2 separate regions of the Gossypium hirsutum genome follow, and region 1 is linked to region 2. A link is a contact called in public Hi-C data. All regions are on one chromosome and are shown on one strand. The core of a region is the stretch at or near the end of the contact, and the rest is flanking DNA. Distances in the headings are between cores, read along the strand shown.

Region 1 (3,383 bases), core at 497-2,996, 310 kb after region 2:
CCCATCGGAAACACCGTTGGGAGCTCCCTTTTTGCCACCGTTTCCACCACCGTTGTTACCACCATTCTTCTGCAGCTCCTGAGGTAAACCACCGCCATTTTTACCACCGTTTTTACCACCGCCACCTTGATATGGATTCCCCCCGTTAGGATTCCCTCCAGCACCACCACCTTTCTTACCTCCATTCCCATTTTTACCCTCATTGTTACCACCACCAACAGGCATACCACCACCCCCACCGTTACCACCTTTCTTACCATTACCCCCACCATTAGGAGCAGCATTTTGAGGACCCTTTTGGGGATTCATAAGCTGAGGAAGATTACCATTCATCATGCCATTCAACATCACCATGTTGTTGGGCATTCCTTTAGGAGGAGCATTATTCCCCATCATAGCCTTCATCTTGTGAAATGGATGACGAGGATCATCCAACTCATCGCCATCATCAAAATCATCATCATCAAGATCACAATCATTATCCAAGTCATCATCATCATAATCATCATCACTGAAATCTTCCTCTTCAGCAAACTTGACAGCTTTGTTGTTTTGGAGTTGGTTGGGATTAGGACCCATTTTCATGTCCTTCAACTGAGGCAGCTTCAGATCTTGGAACCCTTTCATTTGTTGAACCTGTTGAAGATGCTGGTGCAACTGTTGAGGTGTCGGCTGACCACCTTTCGGCTGGTTATTGTTGTTGTTGTTCCCTTTCTGACCACCCTTGTTGTTGTTTTGGTTGTTGTTCTTGTTGTTGTTGTTTCCACCTTTGTTGCCATTATCAAGCATCTGCATGTTCTTGAACTGGTTGGCAAGATGAGCTTGATTGTTGTTAGCTTTTGCAGAACCCCAAGGCTCTGCATGCTTCCCTGATTTTGCAAGCTTTCTTATTAGAACATTAGGATCTACATTTCCCAACACTGTTACCTTACCTTGCTCAGAATCTATGGTAGTCTTAAAAACCCCTGACAAAACAAAAATAAAACCCAAAAAACTCAACTTTAAAGTCTGAAACATGAAAACAAATTAATGTCCCAAAAAATGAAGAAATACCTTCAATCTTTTGTAAGATTTTCTTCACTTTGTGCTTACATCCATCACAGTGTATGTTAACCTTGAGGACACAAGTCTGCAAACAAGCAAAAAAAAAAAGATTTTTTGAGTAGAAACGAAGTAAAGGTATAATCTTTAACCAAAAAAAAATAGAGAAACAAAAAATGAGAGAGAAAAAGAGAGAGAAAATACTTGGATCTTCATAAACTCTTCTTTACTCATTTTTTTTGTTCTTTTCTAATCTCAAATACACAAACAAAAACAACGAGAATGAAAGAGGAAAAAAAAGGGTTGGTAACAGATCTGAAGAAAAAACAGAAGAAATGATAGAAATTTACAACAAATCCCAAAAAAGACTTAGTATATGGGTTTGTTTAACAGAAGAAGAAAGAATGAGAGCCGGAGAAGAAGAAGAAGAAAGAGAATATATGTTAATAAGCAAAGCAAAGACTCTGCTAAAAGGCAAGAAAGAGAGAGTGCCGGCAATGGCAATGGCAATGGCAATGGCAACGGCAACAGCAGGCAAAGCAAAGCAAAGCTTCACTCTATCTTTTGGATCTTTATTTATTGATATATTTATATATGTTGAAATTTTACCAGAAAGAAGATAGAGTGATTTTTGTTTTTTTTTTTTGTAAAATGGGGTTTAGGCTTGGCTTGAGCTTTGGCTTTTGGCTTTGGTATTGGCTTTGTATGAACAAGAAAATAAATAAAAAAAATTTGAGGCTTTTGGTGATTTCACAATTTTCACCGTAAGAGGGGGATTGGATTTTGGTGGGTCCAAAATAATATATGGAGTGTACAAAGATCACAGATGTGAATGAACTCCTTGCCATACGCTTCCCTATCCTCCTTAGATTCGAGTTTATTTTAATTATTTTCTTATTTTTTAATTAAAAGGATTTTCGTCAAATAATTAAACTCTTTGAATTGTAAAAATTTAATTTTTATATCAAAACTTCTAACGAGTAATAAGTTGATGGAAGAGATTCGAAAATTATCTATGTTCACACCATTTTTTGGATGGAAACGGGGTCGACTTAGATTTTGAAAAAAAGAATGAAAACGGGAGTCGCCACCAATCCTTTTTTTGATGAGGTGTGATCGGGTCACCTCAAAAAGTGGTTGTTTTTTAATAAATGATTTAATTTTATGAAAACAACGATTTTGGTCTACGAAATTCAGAAAAAGGTTCGGGAGTCGGTTACGCACGAGGAAGGATTAGCACCCTCGACACGCCCAAAATTGGTACCTTAGTTGATTATTTAATGTCTTTATGTCGAAAATTAAAAACTCGAAAAGAATTTAAAAATAAGATCCTTCTTTATATTGCGTTATTTTTTTTAAAAAAAAATTACTTGGATAAGTCAAAATGAAAAATGCCTTCTTATCTCGAATTAACAAGATGTCACATCCAGTAAGTTAGGACACGACACCTTGTATTTTTTGAGAGTAAGCTTTCCTTTTATTTTTTATTTAAACCTCATTTATTTTAATTTTAAAAGGATATTCGATTACTTAAAACCAACGAGAAAAATCGAATCTCAGTAAGTTAGGGCATGATTTTCTCGAATTTTCTAAATACGGAATATGCCTTTACTTTCGAAAAATCCTCATATCGAGAAAACCACGTGTCATATCCAATGCGTTAGGACACAACATATTGAAATCCCGATAATGAGTTTTTATTTATGTTTTTTATTAGAGAGCATTCTCGAGCATTTAGATTCAACAGAAAATTAGAACCCAGCACGTTAGGGCCCAATTCTCTCGAAGATCCCAAGTATCGAGTATTGCTTTTGTTTCCAAAATTTTCCTTTTTTACGAATTCGGGTAAAAATTGATGTGACGGAATAACAATTACGATAATGCGAGTAAAAATAATACGAGCGAAGATAACAAAAATAAATATATAAAAATCAATTATATACAATAACAAGTAAATAAACAAAATAAAAAAAACTAAAACATTTTTTAAAAAAAATAATAATGGACACATAAATAAATAGATAAACATAAAGTAAAACAATAATAATAATAAAGAAATGAATAAAATTATAAAAGTTTTAAAAACGCATGTATGAATTTTAAAAGATTTAAAATACAAAAAAAAACTATGTAGGTATATATATAATGAAAATATGTATGTCTATACATATATATATATGTGTATGTACAAGAATTATAAAATATGAAAACATAATTACATATATATAAATAACATGCGCATGTATGTATATATATTACGTAAAGACAAAAAAATATAAATATGTATATTATAAAAATAAAATAACGTAAGTATGTACATACATTTATAAGTATATGAATTA
Region 2 (3,249 bases), core at 122-2,621:
TCGAAAATTTTCGATTCGATTCAATCGAATGCTCACCCCTAACTAGAATTCACCTTTTCTTTATTTTCTTATCCCTTAATTTTTGTAATGGTAAGTTGAAATCACTTACATCAATATAAATTTAATTTTTTATTATGAGTAAAATATAATTAATTTATACATTTTTAAAAATTTTATAGGATTTATTAAAAAATTTATTCATGTAAATTGAAATTTCAAAACTTAATATAAAATTTGTTAAAATAAAAAGCAAAATTCAACTTAAATTCATACACTAGAAAAGGGAGATAAGAAGGAAGTAGTAATAATGAAGCGTGGAGGCGTCTGGATTTCTTTTGTGGGACCCACATCTTAACCTTTTTCTTATTTTAAACACCTTCCGTACTTCCCTTAATAATAATACAAAAAATAAAAAATAAAAAATAAAAAATAAAAAATAAATGGAAAAAGATTCCCGCGCTCTTCTAACAGGCTAACCGACAAATTTCGCCGTTTACAAGCTTCCGTTATCTTTTTTCTTCACCCTTCTCTCCCAATCTTCTCCTTTATTTTTATTTTTATTATTTTCACCGTTTCCATGAAATGGCTCGGCTCGGCTCGGCTCGGCTCAAGTGTTCCGGCTAACAACTCTCTTTGTTTATTTGCTTCAAGGAATCTCTTTTAGATTAGATTGAGGATTACATAATCAACAACCTAACTGATGACCCCTCAAAAAACCACACAACCTAATTTATGGCTAAACTCAGTTAAAATTTCATTTTCATCATTAATGTTATCGAATTGTAATACTTTGATGATTTTTTCCTTAAAATTATAACGATTATAATCTTAACCGAAAAAAATATCGTGACGTGTTAGTTTAAAGGTTAATATCTAACTTAACTTATGAACTATAATTGAAATATTTAATTTTATCTTTATAACATTTTTTAATCATAATTTTGAAAAATAATTATCTAAAATTTTAAAATTATCTACAAATTCTTTAAAAATTCAGAAATTTATTTATTTTCTAAATCTATAAATTTTATTTTTTTTAAATTATAGTTATGTAATAAAAAAAATCATAAAATCCTTAAAAAAATTAACCTAAGTTGAGTAGGTTAAATTTCAAAAATTGTAAAAATATCAAAAAATTCTTTTAAAAACTCTGAAATTTTGTTATTTTATTTTTGAAATTATAAAAAATGTTTTTAAAACTATAATTACGTAAAAAATTGAAAATTTCACAAAATTCTAAAAACAACCTTTCAAACCTTTGAACTTTCTGAAAAAGCAACCTTTCTGCTTTCAACCCCATTTCCGCCACTTGAACCACCATGCCGACATCCTCTCCGGTCGAAAACAGGACCACCGTTCAAGCTTTGTCCTCTATCACTTCAACCCACAGCGGACAAATGAAATGAGAATGGTTTTTGTTTTTTTTACAGTGACATCAACGTACATGTATATCCATGTAAAGAAAATGGAGACTGGCAAAAAATCAAACAACATCCTTGAGCCTCTGAAACAACAAGTCGTCGCCATTGCTTGAGACCTTTCAGGTAATTATTATTTTTTTAATTCCGATGTTAATTTTTGAGTTACTTATTGGGAAGTGCTGATATTTTTTTTTTTGCCTATTTTTAATTATCTAATAACTTAAAGTTCCATTGATTTGTTAACCTAAATCTTCTTTATCTTGAACTTTTAATTGATTAGAATATGGTAACTTTTTTTGTTTTTAATTTATTTTCACCTCAGAAATTTACTATATTTTGATGCAGTGTCGAACAATAAATCAATAATTCTTTTGGCTGAAGTAAAATCTGTACAAAATTTAACCATTTTTATTGATGCGATGGGCTGGAAAAGAGAGGATTTTCTTACAAAGTGAAAGGGCTTGGAAGGTTCTTTTTCTAAGATTTTATGAAATTTTAATTTTTTTACATAATTACTCATTATATATTTTGATCACTATTTTTAGTTTCTTTTTAATCTATAAATAAGAGGATAATGGACTTCAATATACTCAAACTCACACCATCCTGCATTGACAACAATAGTCATACCAATTAAGTTAAAACTCAAGACCAATTTAACATTGATGAAAGTATTGTTAAACAAAATACTTTTAAGCTTTTCAAAAGTACTTTTTAGATAAAATTAGCCCAAAAACACTTTCGAGAAGTAAAATTGAGCTAAATCTCAATCAACATACATAATTATAGTTTTAAAAATATTTTTAATAATTTAAAAAAATTAAAATAGCAAAATTTCTGAAATTTTTAAAGAACTTTTTGTTATTTCAATATTTTTATAATTTTTGAATTTTAACCTAACTCAATTTTTTTAATTTTTTAAGACTACGATTTTATTAATTTTCACATAATTATAATTTTAAATTTTTATAGAAATTTTTTTATTTTTAAAGAATTTTTTTGCTAATCATTTTTTTGCTTGCATTAAAATAAAATATAATCATCAAATTATATTATTTAACATAATTAATAATTAATAATTTTATATTTGTATATAAACAACCAGTACCAAAGTTATCAGCACTGTATCGATTGTTATACCAATTTTAATAGGTACTGCTATATACAAATATTTGTTTTTAGATTTATTAGTGTTTTTAATTTTTTCCTATACTTATAGCCTAATTTCTAGTTTTTTTTAAACAAAATATACATTAAATACAAGCAAATATATCTCATTTACATATCTAAAAAAATGTTTATATAAAAACATAAAATTTAAAATTATTAAGTAAGTTAAATAATTTAATTTTAATGATTAAATTTTATTCTTAATGTAACTAGAAAATAAAAATAATTAAGAGAAATATAGAAATCTTGTACTAGTTGTTCATATACGAAATTTTTATATTTTTAAACTAATTTTTAATATTTTCAATTTTTGTAACTTCAATAAAAAATAAATATAATCATTAAATTAAGTTATTTAACTCAATTATTAATTATTAATTTTATGTTTGTATATAAATATATTTTACATATGTAATTGAGATCCATTGCATTTATATTAATATATATTTTAGAATAAATTACTTTACAGATAAAAGATCATTCATATTTAATTACTCAAAAATCTATTTTTAATTTATCGTTAATCAAATTGTTCACTTCACCCCTTTTTCTAAATTTTTTTAAAAATGTGTATATATATTCTCCCCTACTGATTTAGTTTTTCCTGAAATGAACTGAAAAATCTCAAAATCATAAGTCAATGTTCAAAGTTTTCTTA

What was found. Hi-C and Micro-C count contacts between places; a contact is called where the count stands out from the background.
Region 1: a contact with region 2 is called in a Hi-C map of leaf, with 2.6 times the contacts expected there. The contact joins the promoter of LOC107891965 here to the enhancer-like site in region 2. A contact is called at or near these places in 12 of 34 Hi-C or Micro-C datasets (callus, leaf, petal and 1 more).

The regions. Positions count from the first base shown.
Region 1 is chrD09:28,257,467-28,260,849 of Gossypium_hirsutum_v2.1, forward strand. It overlaps LOC107891965 (heavy metal-associated isoprenylated plant protein 32), which reads right to left and starts at 1,747. Exons shown (of 3, transcript XM_016816900.2): 1 at 1,246-1,747; 2 at 1,054-1,129; 3 at 1-965. The coding sequence starts at 1,275.
Region 2 is chrD09:27,952,785-27,956,033 of Gossypium_hirsutum_v2.1, forward strand. No RefSeq gene overlaps it. Among protein-coding and RNA genes, the nearest start is that of LOC107890432, 3.5 kb to the left of the region's middle. Within about 2 kb of position 1,372, at least 6 of the 9 cell types and tissues checked have an H3K27ac peak or open chromatin away from gene starts, as enhancers often do.